Regions from separate parts of the Mus musculus genome. Here regions 1 and 3 are each linked to region 2. Evidence: chromatin contacts called from public HiChIP or PLAC-seq and promoter capture Hi-C data. All regions are on one chromosome and are shown on one strand. Each heading gives the region's core, a stretch centred on a gene start, on an enhancer-like site or on the middle of the called end of the contact. The rest is flanking DNA. Distances are from core to core; before and after follow the strand shown.

Region 1 (2,700 bases), core at 51-2,550, 50 kb after region 2:
CCTATATCACGAGTGTTCAAACCACAGATCACACATAGCCCTGTTTGCTAATTGGATGGAGAAAAATCAGCCTCACTGCTTTTCACAGTGGATGAAGAGCTTTACTACATTCTTGAAGGCTACTGCCTAGTTCCTGAGGCATCTAATATTATCCAATTTGTGCAGTGGTTCTTAGACCTTAATATGGATCAGAGCCACGGTGGTACTAAATTTGAGGTCACAGTCTGTGTTCCAAGAAGCCACATAGGCCTCCAATCTTCAATACAACAATCATAACAACCAAATTAATAGCAAAAAATGAATTAAATTTAAAACTACAAAAATATATATTCTATTGGCTATACTGGGAAGCAGGACAAAGAGATCCAGTGACCTCTAGCGAAATCTGTTACTTTAAGGTCCTAAAGTAACATTAAAGTTTAGAGGTATAGTCATATGTAAGTAGTCCCAGTTTGGTCTTGCTCACAGGGCTGACCTTCATTCTCTCCTGCAAGGTGGTCTGAAAAGTGGTCAGCAGTATGTGTAATCTCTTTTCTGGTAGGCAAGTGCCTCCTCTGACTGGCACCAGATTTTAGGTTTTCTCTTTCCCAGAATAAACTTGCTGGAGGAATTGCATGGAGTTTTCTTTTTGGAGTCTGTTATTTTAATAGTCTGACAGCCAAATAAAGGGTACAAGTGTCTCTTCAAAATTTATCTGTTCCTGATGGACTGACTACAATAGATAACTACAGATTTATACTCTGAAAGTGATAAAGCCTCTTTATTCTTCACATGATTTTTATATCCACCCAAATTAAAGTACCTTTTGGTGTAGAGCTCAGCCTTGTTCATATCATTCCATCATGAAAAAAATTTCTAAGTATATTGCTATAAATAAGACAAAGCTACTTTCAGGAAACAGCTTCTATTCTCTGAGAAGACAAGTTGGTCCTGCAAAAACTCAGTGTTGTCCCAAAAGCCAGGAGTTCTAGCATTAGCCAAGAGCTCACTAAAATTTGCAAATCCTAGGCTGGAGATACAACTCAGTGGTAGATAATTTGTCTGCTATGTACGGGTTTGATCCCTGGCACTGCAAAATGAATGAATAAATTTTAAAAATCAATTTGAAATTTGTCTCAGGTTCCTTCCAGTGCAGCAGAGTTAGTTTTTCAAGATGTCTGCGGAATCCTTACCCAGATGAAGATTGAGAAGCATTGGTTGTAACAACCCCAGCCTTAAAACTCTGCACCCCCTCTTGACCTCACCAAAATGTATGTGCATCCAGGAAAAGACCTGACTTTGCAACAGTTGACTCAGAGAAGGAAGGGAAGTGAAGCTGAAATCTGCTATGCTCAGCTACTCACCACTGCTGTTTACTCTTGAGGGTTGTGTGTGTGTGTGTGTGTGTGTGTGTGTGTGTGTGTGTGTGGACTCCTCTGCTAATTATTATAAACCTCACCTCAACTAAAATATGACATTTCTCTGTATTTCTGCTTTTCCAACTATAAGTGGATTGAAACATCTAGCTAGAAAGAGATCTTTCAGCTTTATACCCCCATGAAGCAGTGAAATCTGGTATAACAACTTATTGTGGTAAAATACACACGATATAAATTTTACAGTTTTAATCATTTTAAAGCGAACAATTCTGTGATGTTTAAAGTACATTTATTACCATTCCACCATTTATCTCCAGAACTCTGAATATTTAAAACTGAAACTCTGTCCTAATTAAAAAAAAAAACTGATGCTCTGTCCTCATCCTCCTGACAACCACCATTCTACTTTCTGCCTTTATGAATTTGATTGCTCCAAGTATTTGATATGAATGCAGTTACAGAATATTTGCACCTTTGTGACATTACCTCATGCAAGCTGATGTCTTCAAGGCTGGTTCATGTGATAACATGTGTCTGAATAACTTTCCCTTCAAAGGCTGGCAAGTCTTCCCCTGTGTATACAGATGCTACTTGACATATGTTGGGCTATATGCAAACATGCTTTAAGTTGAAAGTCTCATATTGATTACATTTATCCCACTGAAACTTATATCTTGGAATCATAGTTGCTTCCCATTGTAATCCTGTGGTTGACAGGAAGGTCTGACTCCCCACCATTGCATAAGAGAGCATGCCATATGTCACTAGCTTAGGAAATTATCAGAATGTGGATTTCAAGTACGACTTTTACTGAATCCATATTATATCCACCACATTATAAGGTGAAAAATAACAACTCCATCCATTTCATGCTGAGGACTATCTATAAAAGTATATTTTATTTTCTCATCTATCCATTGATGACTGTCTGGATTTCTTCCACATTTTGACTATTGTTAAAAATGGTTATCAGTTCATATATACAGACATCTGATTGAGTACTGCTTTCAATTCATTGATCAAGAAGGTTAAAACATAATTCTGTTTGGGAAACCTTTGTAAGTTCTCTTTAGCATTTGAATTCCCACCAATGCTAAATATGGGTTCTAGATTTTCCACATATCTACCACTATCTGAAGTATCTTAATGTGATTTTTATTTGCATTTCCTTAAGAAAATAAGTAACAGGGGATATTTTATTTTGTGTTTTTTTGTAATTCTCTCTTTCAGAAAAATAGAAAAAGCAAAGGCCTTGAAAAGGCCTTTGCCCATTTTTATATAAAAGTTTATTTTTTAATGATTGTTATTGTTTCTCATGACACATAATCAAAATCTAAAGGTA
Region 2 (2,700 bases), core at 19-2,518:
TTGGAGCTGAGATGAAAGGATGGACCATGTAGAGACTTCCATATCCAGAGATCCACCCCATAATCAGCATCCAAACGCTGACACCATTGCATACACTAGCAAGATTTTATCGAAAGGACCCAGATGTAGCTGTCTCTTGTGAGACTATGCCGGGGCCTAGCAAACACAGAAGTGGATGCTCACAGTCAGCTAATGGATGGATCACAGGGCTCCCAATGGAGGAGCTAGAGAAAGTATCCAAGGAGCTAAAGGGATCTGCAACCCTATAGGTGGAACAACATTATGAACTAACCAGTACCCCGGAGCTCTTGACTCTAGCTGCATATGTATCAAAAGATGGCCTAGTCGGCCATCACTGGAAAGAGAGGCCCATTGGACACACAAACTTTATATGCCCCAGTACAGGGGAACGCCAGGGCCAAAAAGTGGGAGTGGGTGGGTAGGGGAGTGGGGGTGGGTGGGTATGGGGGACTTTTGGTATAGCATTGGAAATGTAAATGAGCTAAATACCTAATAAAAAATGGAAAAGGAAAAAAAAGAATTAAGTTCTTCTCCTATTTCTACTCTTTCTTCTCTATTCATTTTCTCCTGTCCCCTTCTGAATAGCTAACAAGAACTTGGTAAATTCATTGACCTGTACAATTAGAAAGAATATCAGAGATTATACCATATATTTGTCACTATTCCCGTCAACATTAGTTAAATGCGTCTAGTGTCCATTATCACACTAGGTTCATGGGGATATCAGCACATAGGCAAGATATGTTCCTAGCCTTGGGATGCTATGTCACGGTACAATTCAACCTACACTTTACATTGGTTGAGATCTGTACTTTACATAGAAACTTCCTTGGTTTATCTTAATTGACTTCATGACAACTGTAGGAAATAAATATCTGTTACAATTATAGAGGAGAAAACTAGGTGTCCAGCAAGGCTGGCTCAGTGGTTACCCTGAGATCATGCAGCTATAGAACCACAGTGGAAATGCAAACACATGTCTTTGTGAATTATCAAAACCTTTACTTGCTTGTCCTCATAATCTTCAGTTGCTCCCAGCAAATTTGCTGTCTCATCCTTTCCTTAAGAGGAAATTCCCACATTGTTTTTCCACAGTCTGTCCATGAGTCAATGATTATTGGGAAGTTGTTAGCCATATCATACATAAAAAAATGAGCAGTGTCAAATGGGTGAAGAGCCTGCAAGATAGTTTCTGAGTGTCAGCAGTATCCATCCATAGATAACTCAACAGAGAGCCAAGTATGTGCAGTAAATAACAAAACGGAAGAACTGTAACAAGTTGGTATCTCTCTGAAAACTTGCAAAACCTGAGAAGCTAGCCTTTTTAAAACAGGAAGCTATGATGTTTACTACCTGACTGGTGTATATGATCAAGTGTTATCTCTGTTTCATTAGCAGTGAAACTTAAGTTACTACTGGACTCATAAAGGACTTAGCAAAATTCACCAGGTACCGTTTCTTCTTTTTATTCTCTTTTGGACAAGGACATATTTAAATTCAAGAGATGTTTCTTAGACGATATTTCCAGATAGGCTTTCAGAACTCTAGGAAAGGAAAAAATGGATATATTAGTCTATGTAGGTGAAAGAAATACCTCCCAGAGCCCTCTTGATTCCAATAGAGAGGTGGTGTATAGTATTTAAAGATAACATAAGGTAGACTTAGAAAAGATTTTGCAATGTATTTCCATTTTCTTCTTGCTTTCCTTATTCCTATCCTTCTATTTTCCCATCTATACTATGATACAACATGAACTTTATAACTACTCAAGCTACATTATCTGTTACCATCCTGTACTTCTTATAATTCATAAATTATGAAGAATAGCATCATTCCAAAAGTGTTACATTAGTAGTTAGCGTTTATTGATACTGACTTGTAAGATCATCATGAAAATGTAATCTCTTGTGTGTATGTATATTAGAATGAAAATATATTTATGTATTCATGTGTATACTAAGTAATTACATATTTAAATGCATAATTAAAGTTTTTGGAAATCAACTCTAAAACTATTAGATGGATTGGTTGATGATTGCCGTGGTGTCTCTGTCTGGATTAGGTTGGCTGGCTGCCTTTGGTAGATCTATCTCTGTTAGAGGGTAGAGACAAAAAAAAAATCCATTTAGTGTTTTGAAAGACTCTAGTTTGGCTGGGGTTAGAAGTAAAATGGTTTTGGTGAGTGATTTGAGAGAGGGTGGTAGTCTTCAGTTACTAGTAGGTTGGACTCTAGCCCAAACCTGTTTTCAACCTGTGGGTTACAACCCTTTGTAGGTGGCATATCAGCTATCTTGTATACTAGATATTTATATTACAATTAAAAACAGTAGGAAAACTACAGTTATGAGATAGCAAGGAAATAATTTTATGTTTAGGGGTCATCACAACATGAGGAGCAGTATTAAAGGGTTACAGCATTAGGAAGGCTGGAAAACACTGGGCTAGAGGATCCTCTCACTCCATTCAAAAGATGGTAATATTACACTGAAGCTAGTCACTGAGTCATTTCTCCTGGAATAAGAAATGAGAGTACTCTATGACTCAACAGGAAAGAAGCAAATATGCTCATAATAAATTAAGTGAAGAGCACAGTCAATGCATAGAAGAGAGAATATGGTGACTAATAATTACAATTTAAAAATCCCTCAAAAATTCCTCAAAAGAATAGTAAATAACAAC
Region 3 (2,700 bases), core at 113-2,612, 53 kb before region 2:
GAAGCCAGATGATTATTGTGGCTCAAAGAGTCAGTTGTGTGCATCTGTTCACTCTGCACACATGTCAACTTGCAAGTTTCTACCATAGATATCAACAAATAGTACCAACCATGGTTTTCGTTTTTAGGGAGAGGCCAGTATTGTTCACTTTCTAGCATTTTACTACTTAGGCCTTCCTCACTGAATAACCCAGTCCTGTCTCTCATGCATCCTAATGCAAGGCCATTGCTACATAATTCCTTCAGTATCCTAGAGCTTCTTGCTATTTGTTGTACAGAGGCAAACTGTCTATGAAAATCTAAGGGTTTCTTGTTCTTTGAAAATTTATAGTTGTCCCTTCTCTCTCCAACTCATGAAATTAAAGCAAAATAGGTATTTGTTAGTGTCAGTCCTACACATCTCTTTTCATCATAAAACCAACATACACCATGTTAGAATACAACAATTGCAGTCTAAAATTCCATCTACTTGCTACTTCTTGAGGGTGAATTTTCTCCTTCTCCAAGACAGTAGTCCCATTTTTGTAATTTTAGTTTTACTCTTAAGAAATTGGTTCAGAATTTTGTCACTCTTGCATTTGCAATGATTTTTCTTACTAACATATAGTCTCTTGTTACCATTTCTTTATATGTTGCATTTTGTTGCTATTTGGCGAAGTTTCATAAAGACAACTATAAAAATAACTTTCCACGAAGGCATTTCTTGTCTCTTTATGCTGGTTTACTCTCTTAATTAATCATCGATAACAAATTCCTCAATATCACTGAGCATCCAGCCTTAATAATACGTCCAGCATTGTCATCATTTCCCAAGTATTAACTGCTTTACAGATGCAACAATGGGCTACATAGGCTCCATCTGGTTCTCAAAGCATTATCCAATGTTGAAGATCCCAGAACTGCACTCATAACTTAAGATTGCCTTTCACAGTACCTGGCGGCATAGAAATGACAAACATCACTTACTGTGTTTCCAGAGTATTTTGTCCACACAGACTTTGTTTCTGGGCCTTTGAGGATCTTTATGAATTCAAGGTTCAAGGTCCCAACCTAGTAGGAAGTTCTTGGCTTCCTGTATGATGATGGAGATTAGACTCTGGTTTTATAGTCTTTCAGAATGACAAGAATGGTGTAAAGTTCTTCTTTTTTATGGTTGGCTGCCTATGAAGCACTACAGTGCTCACCAGTGGCCAATTCCTGGGGTCCAAGTTCACTAAAGTGTTCTGTCTTTCCTCTCTGCTCCAGTTCCAGTAAAGTTCCAGTCTTCTCAGAGGTAGCTCTGCCCTACAAGAATTGTGTAGGGAGGGGTTGGATGGAGTTGAGTTGAACTCTGTGTGTGACAATGAGCTGTTCCTAGGACTCATGGAGCAATTGATGTGTGTGGGCGTGTAAATGTAGGGCTAGTCATAGAGTTCTTGTGGTCAGTGAGGAGCCTCCCCCTTCTAAAGATTGCAAATGGAAAGGTCTAAACCAGAACTCATATCCTGTTCCTCAAAATCATCTGGCTAATGAATGAGGACCTCCAGAGGCATCCCCTCTCTTTGGAGATCTATATCTAAGTTATTTCTATTTGTACTCTAACTGCTCCACATACCTTTCTTCTGCTCCCAAATCCTTTCCCCACCAACCCTCAAGGAATGTTTTTCTCTCATGATATCTGGCACGAGAGAGCACAATACAGGCTGTTTTCCCTTGTTTTTCTGATATGAATGGTGTGTATGCTTTTAATAATCAGCATTAAACAGGCAGAGGCAGGAGGATTTCTGTGAGCTCCAGGACAGCCTGGTCTTCCTAGTGAGTTCCAGGACAGTCAGGACTACATAGTAACCCTTGTCTCAAAAACAAGAAGAAGAACAACAACAACAAAAAACAAATAAAGAAATCATACAAAAAAACCCCATCGACTATTTTCAGGGTAATATGGCTGTAGATTCCCCTTTCCTTCTTGATACTTTTGGTTTATGTATGCACTGGCCAGACATGGTCACATGAGTGCAGAGCCCAACACCTTTCTACACCTCTTTGAGTCTTGGGTCTAATACTGTCCACTTTGGCTAATGGCAGGTGCATGAGGTAGAAGAGAATATGAAGAATATCAGAGGGTCTGGCTCAATAAAAAAGAAGCCAGAAATACATATTGGGAAAAAGACAGCATCTTCAACAAATGATTCTAGTCAAACTGAATGACTGCATGTAGAAAACTGCAAATAGATCCATACTTATCACCCTGTATAAAACTCAACTTCAAATATTTCTAAGACCTCAACATCAGGCCAGATACACTGTGATAGAAATGTGGGAAATAGGTTGAACTCACTGGCACAGGAAAAAACTTTCTGAACAGAAGGTGATAGCACAGGTACTAAGAACAACATGCTGCTGAGTATGTGAGTAAGGGGAACTCTCATCCATTGCTGGTGGAAGGGCAAAAACTTGTACAACCACAGTGAAAATCAGTGTGGTGGTTTCTCAGGAAGCTGGGAATCAGTCTATCTCAAGATTCAACTATTCCACTCTCGGGCATATATCTAAAGAACTCTTCATCATATTATAGAGACACTTGCTCAACCATGTTCATTACTGCTCTATTCATAATAGTCAGAAATAGAAACAACTTAGATGTTCATCAACAAATAAATGGATAAGGAAATGTGATAAATTTACACAATAGAATATTGTACAAATCAGCCATTAAAAATGA

Evidence for each region. HiChIP or PLAC-seq counts read pairs in DNA pulled down with a chosen protein or histone mark. Capture Hi-C pulls out chosen DNA fragments and counts their contacts.
Region 1: a contact with region 2 is called in an H3K27ac HiChIP or PLAC-seq map of microglia, with 9 times the contacts expected there. The contact joins the enhancer-like site here to the promoter of Ccr3 in region 2. A contact is called at or near these places in 1 of 39 promoter capture datasets (macrophages), 2 of 15 datasets of contacts at CTCF or cohesin (CD8 T cells and pro-B cells), 7 of 484 Hi-C or Micro-C datasets (CD4 T cells, CD8 T cells, Th1 cells and 3 more), 6 of 115 datasets of contacts at active chromatin or transcription factors (CD8 T cells, the HPC-7 cell line, embryonic stem cells and 3 more) and 5 of 9 other capture datasets (adipose tissue, bone marrow-derived macrophages, embryonic stem cells and 2 more).
Region 3: a contact with region 2 is called in a promoter capture Hi-C map of liver, with 2.1 times the contacts expected there. The contact joins the promoter of Ccr1 here to the promoter of Ccr3 in region 2. A contact is called at or near these places in 12 of 39 promoter capture datasets (the C10 cell line, the HPC-7 cell line, HPC-7-derived erythroid cells and 10 more), 1 of 15 datasets of contacts at CTCF or cohesin (CD8 T cells), 9 of 484 Hi-C or Micro-C datasets (CD4 T cells, the G1E-ER4 cell line, embryonic stem cells and 2 more), 4 of 115 datasets of contacts at active chromatin or transcription factors (CD8 T cells, the HPC-7 cell line, embryonic stem cells and 1 more) and 5 of 9 other capture datasets (adipose tissue, embryonic stem cells, liver and 2 more).

What each region holds. Positions count from the first base shown.
Region 1 is chr9:124,070,406-124,073,105 of GRCm38.p6, forward strand. No RefSeq gene overlaps it. Among named protein-coding and RNA genes, the nearest start is that of Ccr2, 30 kb to the right of the region's middle. Within about 2 kb of position 1,301, at least 17 of the 459 cell types and tissues checked have an H3K27ac peak or open chromatin away from gene starts, as enhancers often do. A contact at or near this core is called in the HPC-7 cell line, bone marrow-derived macrophages and microglia, where this site is marked.
Region 2 is chr9:124,020,703-124,023,402 of GRCm38.p6, forward strand. Ccr3 (chemokine (C-C motif) receptor 3) reads left to right here and starts at 1,269. Exons shown (of 2, transcript NM_009914.4): 1 at 1,269-1,470.
Region 3 is chr9:123,967,330-123,970,029 of GRCm38.p6, forward strand. It overlaps Ccr1 (chemokine (C-C motif) receptor 1), which reads right to left and starts at 1,363. Exons shown (of 2, transcript NM_009912.4): 1 at 966-1,363.